Linked DNA regions of Mus musculus: region 1 is linked to region 2. The links are chromatin contacts, called in public Hi-C maps. All regions are on one chromosome and are shown on one strand. The core of a region is the stretch at or near the end of the contact, and the rest is flanking DNA. Distances in the headings are between cores, read along the strand shown. Region 1 has its middle 3.9 kb from the start of Gm32968. Region 2 holds the start of A330074K22Rik (RIKEN cDNA A330074K22 gene).

Region 1 (7,066 bases), core at 2,671-5,170, 95 kb before region 2:
TAATATCTATGGCCTCAGAGGCAGAAAGCCTCCCTGGAGGACACCTGCTGACCTATGGAAGGGACCCAGCTTGACTCTGCTGCTCCCTGCTGGCCTCCTGATTACAAGCAGTCCTTTCTTCCTGACCCCAGTTAGCCAGCTCAGCTCAGCATCCAGAGAGAGATTATCCCTGAACCTGGCTCAAAGAGCCATCAACAACTGCTTGTCCTTGGAGGGGTTGATGGCTCGCTGGCCCTGTGACCTTGGGGCAGCTGTTATGTGTGTAAGTAGACAGAGACCTAGAAGGTTCCACTCGGACAAAACAGCTCTGTGGTGAGCCCCCATGCAGGTGACCAGCTGGACTCATAGACAAGGGATGTGTCGGCAGATGGATCGTGCCTTGAGGAAACATAAGGTGGCCCAGGTCAGCTGCCTCCTGGCCACACTGCTTGAGAGACAAGAGTCACTATAACATCTCTAATCGGTCCCTTTGCCCTGTGGAGAACGGTCAGGTCAAAAGCTATCACAGTCCCTGCAGCAGGGACCCTGCGTGGCTCTGTGCACTGGCTTGTCCTTCTGCAGCTGCCTCTCAGGCTGGACCCTGCCTCCTGCTTTCTTCCACCCGGCTTGCACACCTGTCCCCGCCCTGTCCTGGGGTATGTCCTGGCCCTGTGATCAGTCACCACTCTTCCCTCCAGGCATCCTCTCAAACAGCCCTCTGTCCTGACCCTGTGGCCAGCACTGGCCAGCAGCTCCGCTCTGAGAGTGTGGGGGCTTCCTCACACGGCCATGGAAAGGACATTTGCAGCTCAGGTGCTTAGCTCCATTTCAGAAGCATAGACAAGGGACAGAGCCCGGAGAGCCAACTCTTGTAGAACAGGGATGAGGCCCTGGGTTCAAGCTCCAACTCTGAGTAAAACCCCAACCCAGCCCCCAAAAAAGTCACAAATCTTTTTAAGGTAAGTGTAGCCAATTCAGTACTGGAGAAGCTGGCACTGGTTGCAGGCTTACTCTCTGAGATTGGGGGGCGGGGGGGCAGACAGGCAGAGAGAAATACCCGAGGTCTGCCTCAAAAATTTAATGAGACCCTGTCTCAAAATGAAAATTAAAAAAAAAGAGGGGGGCTGGTGAGATGGCTCAGTGGGTAAGAGCACCCGACTGCTCTTCCAAAGGTCCAGAGTTCAAATCCCAGCAACCACATGGTGGCTCACAACCATCCGTAACAAGATCTGACTCCCTCTTCTGGTGTGTCTGAAGACAGCTACAGTGTATTTACATATAATAAATAAATAAATCTGATTTATTTAAAAAAAAAAGAGGGCTGGGGTGTGGCTCAGTGGTAGAGTGTTTGCATTTGGGGTTCAATATCTAATACTAAGATGACAATGGGGGAGGGCTTAACATGTTAAAAATGGATTCCCACCCCTCGTTCAGCCGTCTGTCTCCTTTGCCATGGTCAGAGTTCCTCCCACAGAGGCTGCCTAGAGCGCCCTCCAGCAAAAGCCGTAAGCCAGAGGCTGGTCACCAGCACTTTGACACCTAGTGTCCACTGTGGGCACGGCCAGGCCCTCCTGGGCATGACTATACCAAATAAGGATCTTAGCCTGGGCCCTGCTTTGCCTTGGGCATGTGGCTGGTATCCTGTCCCTCCCTAAGTGTCTTCCTTCATCAGCAACAGCAGATGCAAGGGCTGAGACAGTTTGTGGCTTAATCAAGATAGGGAACTCTGGAGCCAGGAAGAACGGGTCCCCAGGCAGCTGAGTCTCTTGCAGATGCCCCAGAAGATAGAGATGGGCTGGCCCTCAAGGGAGCTGCCTGGGAGGTAAGAGGAGATACAGGCAGGAGCGAGTGCCAGCCGGAAGCTGAGGGTGGGACAGATGGCCAGCAAGCTCTCTGGTGGCTGAAGAGCCCTAGAGGCAATGTTAGCTAGGGGACTAGAGAAGGAAGGGGCTCATGTTGACACCACATGGACCTCATGTGTGTGTGCATGTGTGGGAGTGTGGCAAGCTGCAAGTGTCTCTGTCTCTCTTATAAACACACAGAGACAGAGAGAGACAGACAGAGAAAGAAACACACAGACAGAGGCAGAGGCAGAGACAGAGGCAGAGGCAGAGGCAGAGGCAGAGAGAGCGAGAGTGCTGAGACCAGCACAGTATTACATCTTAGATCCTCCTCCTATAGCTTGGGTCCCTTAGGCTCTCTGTCCCCCAGGTATGTGTGACTAAGGGTCCTGCAGGCTCCAGCTGCATAGTGACAGCTCAACTTGGACTGGAGGAAGTCAGAAGCCAGGCCTTGGTCTTGAGAGTTACCCAGATGCTTTCAGACACTGCCCTGTGGGGTTGCATCCCACCAACATGGCCTGATGGTGCAGCCCTCAGCTGGCCCCAGAATCCTTGCTTCCCTGTGTCCTCTGCCTGATGTCCCTCCTCCAGCTGTCCCTGAGTGACCAGAAGGGCAGGAAGACCTCTTGGAAAAGGGCAGGGTGCAGGAAGAGGAAGTGAGGTGGGGGCAGAATGACTCTGCTGGCTTCCTGGGGCAAGCGACATGAAAGGGCCCGTTGTCCAGGAGGGAGAAGGCCGAGGAGGCCTGGCTGCCACCCAGTGGTGCAGGCCAAGCTGGGATTTCCACCAGGGTGGTCTCTGGTCAGTAGCAGTCCTGCCCAACCAGTGGGCTAAGGATTAGGCAAGGTGCCTCAGGCTTTGTAGGAGGCTACACACCATAGTCAGTGAGCCCCAGGAGGGTCACACAGCCCCAGGGACACCCTGAAGCTTGCCTCCATGTAGGCCATAGAAGGACTTAGCCCATGAATTCAGTCTGCACAGGGGCAAACTAGGGACGATGGGGTTTTGCAGGGAGTAGGGCATCAGGGTAGCAGACTTGGGATAAGAACCACATTCTCATGAGTGTCTAGCCGCAGCAGCAGAGTCTGGGGATCTCTTTACCCACAGAACGGCCAGACCTTGCCTCATCCCTCCTGTAAGAGACCCCTGGGTTTGTCTCAGGCCTATAGAGCAGGTTGGGATGAGGTGCTGACTGTATGTACGTTCAGGTGACCCTGGGGCCACTGTGAGATCTGGTTTCAGGGAGCCCACTGCTTCACAGACTTGTGGACCCCACAGTCTAAGACCTGCTTCCTTTTTAGTCCTGGCACCTTGGGCATGCATACTGGCTTAGAGTCTTATGTGAGAGATGCCTTGCCCTAGACAGCGAGGGGACTGGAGGGTTCAGCTATGCCTGATCAGATGGCCAATGTGAACTGGAATCCACAAGATCTCCTGGGATACACTGACCACACTTCATGTCCTCAGGGTCTGGAAGGAGGGTCCCTTGCTGTCACCAAGCAAACAGGGAGTAGGTGGAATTGGGGAGACTTCTACCCACTGGCCTCCCGGCCCCCTGGCCAGCCTGCAGAGCCAAAGGCAGAATAGAAAGTATCGTGAGGAGTGAGAAGAGACAGGACCAGCCCCACTGAGTCTAACTGTACTTTCTGAAAGTCTCTCTGGGCTCCTACACTGGAGAACCCCCAAACTGAACAACCTGAACCTCTCAATCAGGAGAGACGAACAGAGTCCAGGCACCCTGGGAGAAAAGAAAGCAAACAAGGAGGAGTCAAAGATCAGGTCAGAACGAGGGTCTGGGGAGACAGTAGCGGTGATGGCTCTCACAGTGTGACACAGCTTTCTCTCAGGGCACACACACTAGCTGCTTGACCCCTGAGGACAGTTTCATCCCACAACCTCTGAGGGGGCTGTTGGCTGCTATTGCCATGTTGGAGACAGCGAAGTCCCCAGTCGTGACATCCATCCATCCATCCACCATCCATCTATCTATCACTGCTCCAGGAGAGCCCTCCGGGTTCCCCCTCTTATATGGTGGGTCAGCAAGGCATGGGCCTCGGGAGCAGCTGCGAGGCAGCCGGCAGGAGGCCAAACGCTGCAGAGCTTTGGAGCGCCAAGCCAGCAGGGACAGAGGGGCGGGTCAGGGGTGAGGCTGTGCTAAGTGGCTTATGCAGCTTGGGAGACGACTGACAGGCGGCTGGATTAACAAAGACGGGCTCTGTTCCCCGGCAGGTCATGTGGAAAGCTCGGCCGTGACCTCGTCACTTCTCCTTTTTAATTTTTTTGTAAGAAGAGATGTTTGTTCCTGAGCCCGGGGTGGGCGAGGGAGGGGTGGCTGCTACTCAGCCAGCTGTAGCCACATCAGCTGCCGGGCACAATGAACACACAATGGTGTGTCACCCAGCCCTAGAAGGCTCCCACCCCAGGCTGCCATCACAGGGCCGTCTGCCCGCCGATCTGCGCTACCACACATGACCCTGAGAGCCAGTGTGGTGTCTGCAGAGGGCTGCAGGGGGGACAGACCCTGACAGCAGGAGCTCACAGCGGCCAAAGGGGTGTCACAGACTCAGCAGACTGCAGTGTAGTTACATTGGCAAAATCCTGGCTTAATGTGCTTTTAAGTTCATCCCACCCGTTTATTTATATTTTGTTTGTTTTTGAGACAGGCTCTCAGGTAGTCCAAGTAGCCTGGAATTTGCTATGTAGTTGAGGATGACCTTGGAGCTCAGATCCTCCTGCTTCTACCTCCCCAGTGCTAGGACCACAGGCACGCACCACCATGCTCAGTTCCTGGGATGCTGGGGATCAGACCAAGAGCTTTGTGCGTGCCAGGTGAGCACACTGCCATCGCCCAGCTAATCCACAGTCTCCTTTCTACATTTGCAATGTAGCTAGCTAAAGGCTGGTGTGGAGCGTGTGCCCTGCATCAACCAAAAGGCTAAATGAGTGAATGAGTGGATGAATGAATGAATGAATGAATGAAACTATGTTATCTACTTGAATTTGCCCACCTGGCCACCATCACATCTTTAGAGCCTCACCAATCCACAGACACCCAGATCCATGGCTGGCCACACGAATATAGTCTCCTGACCTGTCCTGATCCCAGGCCGACTTTGAAATCATGTGAAGCTGTACTTGTGATCTGTCACCAAACAGAACCAGAGTGTACAACCACCACCACCACCATCACCACAGGCCCAAGAAAGCTGGGAAAAGCCTAAATCCCACCCCCCCCCCAGGGGCTTCACTTCCCCTGTGACCTCGCAGGCCTAGCTGCTGGCAGCCTTCTCCGCAGGTCATGAGGAGGGGGGGTTTCCGGGGGGGGGGGTGTAGCAGCAACATAGGATCCAAGAAGCCGGCCTTGATCTGGTGACTCCAGAATGGTCTCTGGTCTAAATCTTCTGCTTCAGACTAAGCGGAAGTAGACAGAGTTCAAGGGCATATTCGGACCAGACAGCCTTAGTGCTAAAAAAAAAAAAAAAACAAACCAAAAACACGTGGTCATCTGTATAAAAAGATTTTATTATGTACACAGCATTCTGCCTGCATGTGTGCCTGCAGCCCAGCAGAGGGCGCCAGATCTCATTACAGATGGTTGTGAGCCACCATGTGGTTGCTGGTAATTGAACTCAGCACCTCTGGAAGAGCAGCCAGCGCTCTTAACCTCTGAGCCATCTCTCCAGCAAGCCATAGTCATTTTTTTTTTAAAAATTGTATTTCTATATTTATTCATTCACCTACTCTTTCGTGTGATGTGTTTAGGTGTGCCTGTGCCACTGTGTACGTGTGAAGGTCAGAGGGTGAGATCCACCTTCCAGCTGGGCCCTGGGGATTGAACTCAGACCATCAGTCAGTGCAGAAAGCCTAGGCTCCTGAGTCGGGCCTATAGCGTGGTGCACACTCCTGGTTCCTAACCCACTGAACTATCCTGCCAGCCCCATGGTCATCGTTGTTGGGGACTGGAGAATTGCTACTGTACTGGGGAATAAATCCAGGGCCTTATGCAGACTAGGCACAATATCCTGAGCTACATCCCTAGTCCTTTTTAATTTTTAATTTTTTCTTTTTTTTTAAAGGATGTATTTATTTTATGCATGTGAGTACCCTGTAGCTGTAGACGCACCAGAAATGGGCATCGGATCCCGTTACAGAAGATGGTTGTGAGCCACCATGTGGGTGTCGGGAGTTGAACTCAGGACCCCTGGAAGAGCAGTCAGTGCTCTTAACCACCAAGCCATCTCTCCCACCCAATTTTTCTTTCTTTTGAGACAGTTGCAGTAAGCTATCCAAGTTGTCCAGACAGGCCTCCTCGCCTCTGCCTCCAAAGTAGCTAGATTAGAGTTTGTGTAAACAAACTCAGCAAAGTATATATTCTTGGGCTGGTGAGATGGCTCAGTGGGTAAGAGTACCCGACTGCTCTTCCGAAGGTCAGGAGTTCAAATCCCAGCAACCACATGGTGGCTCACAACCATCCGTATCAAGATCTGACTCCCTCTTCTGGAGTGTCTGAAGACAGCTACAGTGTACTTACATATAATCAATAAATAAAAAATCTTAAAAAAAAAGTATATATTCTTTTGGGGATGTTCATTGAGAACTTCCCCTCAAAGACCATTTTTGGGGTTCAGTGTTCATAACGGTTACTCTCGACTGTCACTTGGCCAGATCAGAATCACCTCTAAGAAACAAGTGTCCAATCACGTTTGTGAGGAAGTTTCTAGACCTAATTATTGAGGGGGGGGGGGAGACTCAGTCTGACTGAGGGCCACAACACGCCACAGGCTGGCGAGCTGAGCACCAGCATCCGACTCTGTCTGCTTGCTGACTCTGGATGCCATGTGCCCAGTGGTCTCATGCTCCTACCTCCATGCTGGATTGTCCTGTCAAACTGAGAGTAAAAGTAAACACTTCCTTCCTGCCTGCCTGGCTTCCTTCCCTCCCCTCTCTCCCTCCCTCCCTCCCTCCCTCCCTTCCTTCCTTCCTTCCTTCCTTCCATCCATCCATTGCTTTTGCAGGACATTTTATCAAACCAGAGAGAAAGGTACCCACTCCAGTCTGGGTTTGGTTTTTTTTCCCTTTCTGTATCCCACCACTCCCAGCATGGGGTCGGAGTCCCATGGGGGCGGAGTCAAGTCTTTTTAAATTTTATTTATTTTATTTTATGTGCATCGGTGGTTTGCCTGCATGTATACCTGTGAAGGCGCCAGATCTCCTGGAATTGGAGCTACAGACAGTTGTGAGCTGCC
Region 2 (6,411 bases), core at 3,258-5,757:
CTGGTACTTTCTGTCTGCTCTTCCCATCCCCAGGGCTGCAGGGATTCTCTGTACTTTTCTGCTACTTAACCAGGTTCCAATGAGACTCAGGCAAACCAACGGCTGGAGCTGAGCCCAAAGGGGCAGAGGATGCCCTGAACTCCAGACTGGAACCCTTAGCCACCTGCTGCTGGCTGGGAGAGAGGCAGAAGTCTGGGGATTTACCCGAGTCTCAGTGTGGGAGTAAGAAGGTCCACAGGACAGGTGAGGGCCAAGGACAGGACAGAAATTGGTTGAATGCTCAGCTCAGCCCCGTGGGTGAACACAGGAGTGGGGGAAGGGGCCCGCTGATGGCTCTCACTTCCCACCCCTGCTGGCCTGGGACCTGAGCTTCTTTTGATTACTGAGGTCAAATTGGCACAAGGTAGACACTCTGCTGTGAAAACTCCACGCCCCCAGGGAGCATCCACCACCCACACAGCGCTGTAGCATACCTCCAGCATGCACCTGGCCCCAGGGGCTGTAGCCTTACATGATGTGCCTTCTGCCCTGACGGAGGGGCATCGGGAGCAGCTTCAATGCAGTGAGCTTGGCCAGGGACATTCAAATGTCCCCTGATTCACTTAATTATCAGAATGTCCCTACAAACCATGTGGCCTGTAGTCCTACTTCTCAGCCAAGAGAACTGAGCCCAGCCAGGATAAGAACTTGTTGGCAGACAGCTCTGCTGTGAAGACGACAGCAGTGGCAGGCAGGGACCAGGCCTGGCTTGCCCCAGAGCCAAGCTCTTCTGACACACTTCAGGCCTTGCAGAGCTGTCCCTTCCAAGACCCAGCAACAACCTCAGCATAGACTGCCACACACCTGTGGCTAAGGGAAGGCTGGGTGTCCCACGCCAAAAGCAGGTGAATCTCTGCTTATAGGGGGAGGGGTGTTGGGGGTTGCCTTCAAAACCTTAAAGGTACCTCCAGTCCAAAGCCAACTCTAGGGACGAAGGATAAGGGCAGTATGTGAGGCAGGGGGACTGTGAGCCAGGAGAAGGGTACCCAGGCACATCAGAGGCTGCTTCATAAGTTAGCCTTCCTGTGCTCAGGCATCACACATGTGTGCATGTACACACACACATGTGAGTGTGCAAAATTGCAAGACCTAGATAGACACTACACACAAACCACCATTCCTGAGCGGGTCCCACCTATCCACCTTTGTGTCTCTGTCTGCAAGACCCTGGCCTATCACTACCACATAGGCCTCTGCCCAGTACAGGACAGGACAGGACAGTCTGGGAGGAATTAGGATCCCAGCCCAAGGGCAGAACAGTGAGTACAAACCAGATGCCTGCCTGTCACTCCCCTTCCCCAGGGCCACCTGGCCAGCTCCTACCCTGGTTCTTACAAAGCTGGGTCCCAATGTCCCAGGGTCTAGACTACCTCCTACCAGGCAGACAGCTGCATCTTGAGAACAGGCCTCAGGCCTCTGCCCAACTCCAAGCAGCTGACTCGCAAAGAAGAGACCCTTTCCACTGCAAAGGTTGTCTAGGCCACTGTCCCGAGTCCCATGCGCCTGTGTCCCATGCCTACGCGTCTGGAATCTGTGGCCATCTGCTTCATAAAGCCACCGGGAAGACTCAAACGAAAGGCACTTGGGTGAGAATCTTGGGAAGGAGGAGGAGGCGGCCAGGAGCTAGTGAGAGGAACTCGCGACGGGGACCTCCGGGTGACCTGTGTGGCTGCACTAATTACCAATGTTATCGGGCATCCGACAGCCTTGCCCTGAACTTCCTCCATTTGATAGATGGGCAGCAAACACGCCCAGTGTCAGCCCCATGCCTGCTGATTCCAACAGCAGCTATTCAACCACTCCTGCCCCCAGATCCTCCAACCTCCTGCCCCATGCCTCCAAGGTCAGCCAAGCTCACAAACCAAAGAAAACGCCTCCTGCTGGGACAGACCATGCTGAACCAATACCACCACCGAGGAACAGAAGACATCTCTCTTTTGACAACACTGATGCTCCAGGAGATGAAAGCCACTACTTACCTTTGTTACTCCTGCCGTTGGGGAGCTCCAGCCAATGGGTCCCTGGCTGGCAACCCCTTGGCCTGCACAAACCAGGGTCCCGCATTCCACACAGGCACCGATGATCAGCTGCCGGCCATCATCCACCAACAGGCTGTGGCTGGCTCTCAGGGTATACAGGAACAAGGGGAGCCTGGCCACTCTCACTGACTTCAGCCCCAGACACCGTTTCTTCTCTTGCTGACAGAAGAAGCACACGAATGTGTCCACTTGGTACTGCCTCGACCAGGCGCTGACCGGCTGGTGAGCGGCTCTGGCTTCGTGCTGCAGCCACTGACCCAGCAGGTCATGATAGCAGAGCACACAGGTTGCCACCAGGCCCGTGGAGTCTGCAGGCCTGGCCCGTGGGGCGGGCGGATAGACGGTGAGGAAGGGAAAAAAGGGTTCCTTCTCGCCCAGGTGGCTGGCGGGGTTCATGCTGAGTTGGAACTCCTTGCCCGGCCCCAGCTCAGCCCCGCAGATGTAGCAGACCGCAGGCGGGCCTCCCTGCGCAGAAGCGGGCAGTTCGCTCAGGGTAGGGTCCGAGGCAGAGAAGGCTTGGTGGTACCTGCCCAGGAAGCCTTGCACAGAGCTGATGAGCTCACGGTTGTGCGATGCCCGGTACAGGGCCCAGACGTCCTCCAAGACGCTGAAGCACTTGGGGCAGCTGCGAACCTCGCAGCGCTTGTTGGGGGGCCGAGCGTTGGGTGGGCAGGGCAGGAGGCTAAGGAAGGGGAAGTGCATGGAGCCCCCAGAGTTGCCGTTGACAAGGCGGGAGGGCACAGCCCGGGCATCCCGTGTACAGTCCTCCCCACAGAGGTAGCAGGCTTCCCGCAGTAGCCCCGCGGTGGGGGCGGGAACCTCTTCCCTAGGGAGTCTCCGGGCCTTGGAGGCCATGCCGGGGGCGTGGCTGTTCAGGGGCACCACGTAGAGCCGCTGCAAGACCGGCACGTTGGCTAGCTCAAAGCTCTGCCACTGGTGTGTGAGGGACGAGAAGCAGCAGGGACACACGAGGGTGCTGCCCGCCTCAGTGATGGGCTGGGCGCCGGGCGGGGGGCTATGTAGCCACAGGAAGGGGAAGAAGGGCGCCTGGGCGGGAGTCTCCTGCTTCTGCACGTGGATCTGCTGCTGCGAGGCCGGTGACAGCGCCGAGCCACAGACGTAGCAACAGCGGGCCTGGCTGTCCGCGGGTATCCGGGGAGGCCGCTCCAGCCCTTCGTCCCCGAGGCTCCCGGCGACGTCGTTGCCCTCGGGGGTGCTACTGCGCTCTGGGGGCGCCGCGGGCCGGCTGGAGGCGGCGCCGTCCGTGCCGTCGGGCGCAGCGGGGCCGGGCCAGGGTTCCTGGATGCCCCTCAGCACGCTGGCTCGCGGCTCCGGAGCCCAGTGCGCCCCTGGCCCCGTGCGCCGGCGCCGGGCTCCGGACTTGCTGGAGTCGTGCGCATCCTCGGGCTCAGGCTCCGGCTCCGGCTCGGGCTCGGGCTCGGGCTCGGGCTCCGGTTCGGGCAGCGCGTCGGCGTCCGACAGCTCCGACAGCTCCGAGTCGCGCGCGTCCTCGGTGTTCCACTCGCGGGCCCCGCGCCGGCCAGCCGCGCTCGCGTCGCACTGATGCGGCCTCTTGAGCCAGTACACGCGCTTGTCCACGGGCGTGCGCGCGCGCTCGAAGGCGGCCCACTGCTCGGCCAGGAAGCAGCGGCACACGGCGCACACCAGCACGCAGCCATCGGTCGCGCTCAGCCCGCGCGCGCCGGGCGCCGGCTCCTGCTGCTGCAGGAACGGGAAGAAGGGCTGCGCGGGGCCCGCCGGCCTCACCGGCAGCTTCAGCTCCTTGCCGCGCGCGATGCCGCCGCCGCAGATGAAGCACGACAGGGCCGCGCCCGCCGCTGCCATGAGCCGCTGCTTACGGGAGAGCGGCGCCGCCCGGCCGCTCATGGCCCGGCCGCCGCGTCCGCCTCCGCGCGCCCCGCGGCTGCCGCTGCTCGGGCCGCGCGCACCGAGGCCCCGCGCCCAACTCGCAAAGTTTGGCGCGCGGCGGCGCGCACGCGGCCCGGGGCGCACCGAGGGTCTCCGCGGCGGTGCCCGGGGCTGCCGAGTCCCGGCGGGTGGCGGCGCGGGCCCAGGCGGCGCCGGAGAGCGCGCCCGGAACGCGGCGGTGGCGACGGTGGCGACGGGCCCCGGGCGGCTGCGGCGGCCGCATGTGCGAGCTCCGGCGCCGGCCCGAGCGTCGGGTCATTTAATTGGGGAGGAGGGAGGCGGGGCGGCGCGGGGCGGAGGGCGCGGGAGGGAGGCGGAGGCGGAGAAGCCTTCCCTCGCGCCGCCCTGCTGCCCGCCTCTTCCCAGGCTCCTCCTCCCCTGACTCGGACTCCTCCTTCTCCTAATCCTCCTCTCCCTCCTCTCCTCCCCTACCTCCTCCTCCTCCTTCTAATCCTCCTCCTCTTCTTACCTCTCTCCGCCCCTCCTCCTCTGACTCATCCTCTCCTCTCGATTCCTCCTCCCCTGACCTCTTCTCTTCCCCAACCCCCTCCTCCACCCCCTCCTCCTCTCTCCCCACCCTCTCCTACCCCCTCACCCCCCTGTGTCCCAAACTATGGCACAATAGGCCCCAGCTCCTCTGTCTATTCTGTGTCCAGCAGGAGCCCGCGGTGATTCATTGCTCCAATTAGGGGCTCTGCAGCCCGTGGCTCGGGCTGTCTGAAGGGTCTCCTTTGGGACCCACGAAACCCATCAGCCGCTGCCGCTGATCTTTAAGAAAAGGTCAAGCCGGACGCGCTAGTGCCAGGTGAGGACGATGGGTGTCTAGGGAGGCTTGGGAAGGGTAACCCCCCTCCAAGATCTGGGGAGGTCCTGGCCCTTCAGCAGCCCAGGGTTGGGGGTCACCTTTCTAAGCCCAGTGCCCTAGTTTTGAAGACAGAGGAAAGAGGAGTTGTCTCCTGCATCACCCTGGAGACAAAGTCCTCCCAGCCTATCTCCCCTCTCCCCCTCCCTCTGACTGGACAGGGCCCACCAGATCACCCTAGGGGTAGAGGTAAGAAGGGTACTGTGTGTCCTGGGACTAAGGACTCAACCTCTCTGTGCCCTTTTCCTTCTTGTTAAAGTGTTCCTGCTGAGACCACAGATATCCAGGACTTAGTGTATTGTATGCAGATACATTGTAGTTATTTAATGCAGAGACAAACCCTTTGCAGGCCAAGTTCAGAGCTGTTACATGCCTCTTAGTTACTTCCCCACAAGAAGCAAGTGTGGGATGCCCCTCATTTTATGACTCAAGAGGCCAGGCAGGATTCAGACCCAGGCAGCAGGGTTCTGCTAGGAGTATGTGGCCTCCCCAGGCAGACATCTGGCCCCTGTCACCCAGAAGCTGCTGGAGACTGTCCTTGGCGCCTCCTAGGCACACAGGCACACACATGTATGACACACACACACACAGATGGTGCCCTTTGGCTCAGGCTGGGTCACTAAGCAATCGTCTCCCATCTGTAAAAGGAGCCCTCAAAGCTTCAAAACTGTGAGCAGTTACTTTCCAGAAGCTTCCAGCTGTCTACCCTGCCAGCTGGAGATGGTGCCTGAACCCCAAAGGCAGGAGCCCCACCACCACCACTGCCACCACTTGGTGAGCTGACATGTAAATAAGGCTGCTCCCCCCCCCCTCCAAATGAGCAGGAGGAAGGGCCTCTTGGGAATCCCTAACATTCCAGAGCTCCAGAATCAACTGGGGTGGGGTGTCAACATGGCAGAGGATGGGACTCTGTCCCTTCCCTGGCCCAAAAAAGTGCTGGCTCAGCAAATTGTCTCGCAGACCAGGGCGGGGAGGCATCCCCTGGCTGCTGGCGTGGTTCATACCTTGTTAGAGGAGAGGCTGATGAAAGGACCCTGTCTGTTCTTACTCAGGAAGGGCCTGGGTGTCTCACTCCATAGGAAGGAGCCTGGGAAAGCTGTTCCTACCTAAGCTCACCCAGGTCTCCCTCAGCCTGGCCCAGCTGCCCATCTTCAGAGCCCTTAAGTCTCTCTCAGCCTTAGGATCTCAGCTGGGGCTGCCGTTTTCCCTCCATGTCTGTTCATCGTCCATTTTCTTTCTTATTTCCTTTGCCCTCTTCTGCCTCCTGCACCCTTTTGTCTCCCAAGAGCCAATCCTCCTAAGTCCATCCTGCACACAGCATAGCCAAGACTGGCTTCATACCTAAGTCCAAAGCCCTAAACCCCATCCTGCCAGCTGTGTGTACCTAAGGCAGAGGCAGACCTCATAACTCTACAAACCTCAGTCTCCTGCTATGTGCAATGGGCACAAGCTTCCTCCATGGTAGTCCAAATGAAAGCAAGAGATGCCTGGCACAGGAGGCTGATATGACAGGAGACTATGTATGTGCATGTTAGCAAGTGT

The links. A called contact is a pair of places that touch in the nucleus more often than the background predicts.
Region 1: a contact with region 2 is called in a Hi-C map of the N1E-115 cell line, with 3 times the contacts expected there. The contact joins the enhancer-like site here to the promoter of A330074K22Rik in region 2. A contact is called at or near these places in 5 of 484 Hi-C or Micro-C datasets (the G1E-ER4 cell line, the N1E-115 cell line, cardiomyocytes and 2 more), 3 of 115 datasets of contacts at active chromatin or transcription factors (embryonic midbrain, embryonic stem cells and pancreatic cancer cells) and 1 of 9 other capture datasets (adipose tissue).

Annotation. Positions count from the first base shown.
Region 1 is chr8:120,320,220-120,327,285 of GRCm38.p6, reverse strand. It overlaps a transcript of Gse1 not described here. Among named protein-coding and RNA genes, the nearest start is that of Gm32968, 3.9 kb to the left of the region's middle. Within about 2 kb of position 3,920, at least 127 of the 459 cell types and tissues checked have an H3K27ac peak or open chromatin away from gene starts, as enhancers often do. A contact at or near this core is called in the G1E-ER4 cell line, the N1E-115 cell line, adipose tissue and 2 more, where this site is marked.
Region 2 is chr8:120,226,326-120,232,736 of GRCm38.p6, reverse strand. A330074K22Rik (RIKEN cDNA A330074K22 gene) reads left to right here and starts at 4,507. Exons shown (of 3, transcript NR_110496.1): 1 at 4,507-4,812. It also overlaps a transcript of Gse1 not described here.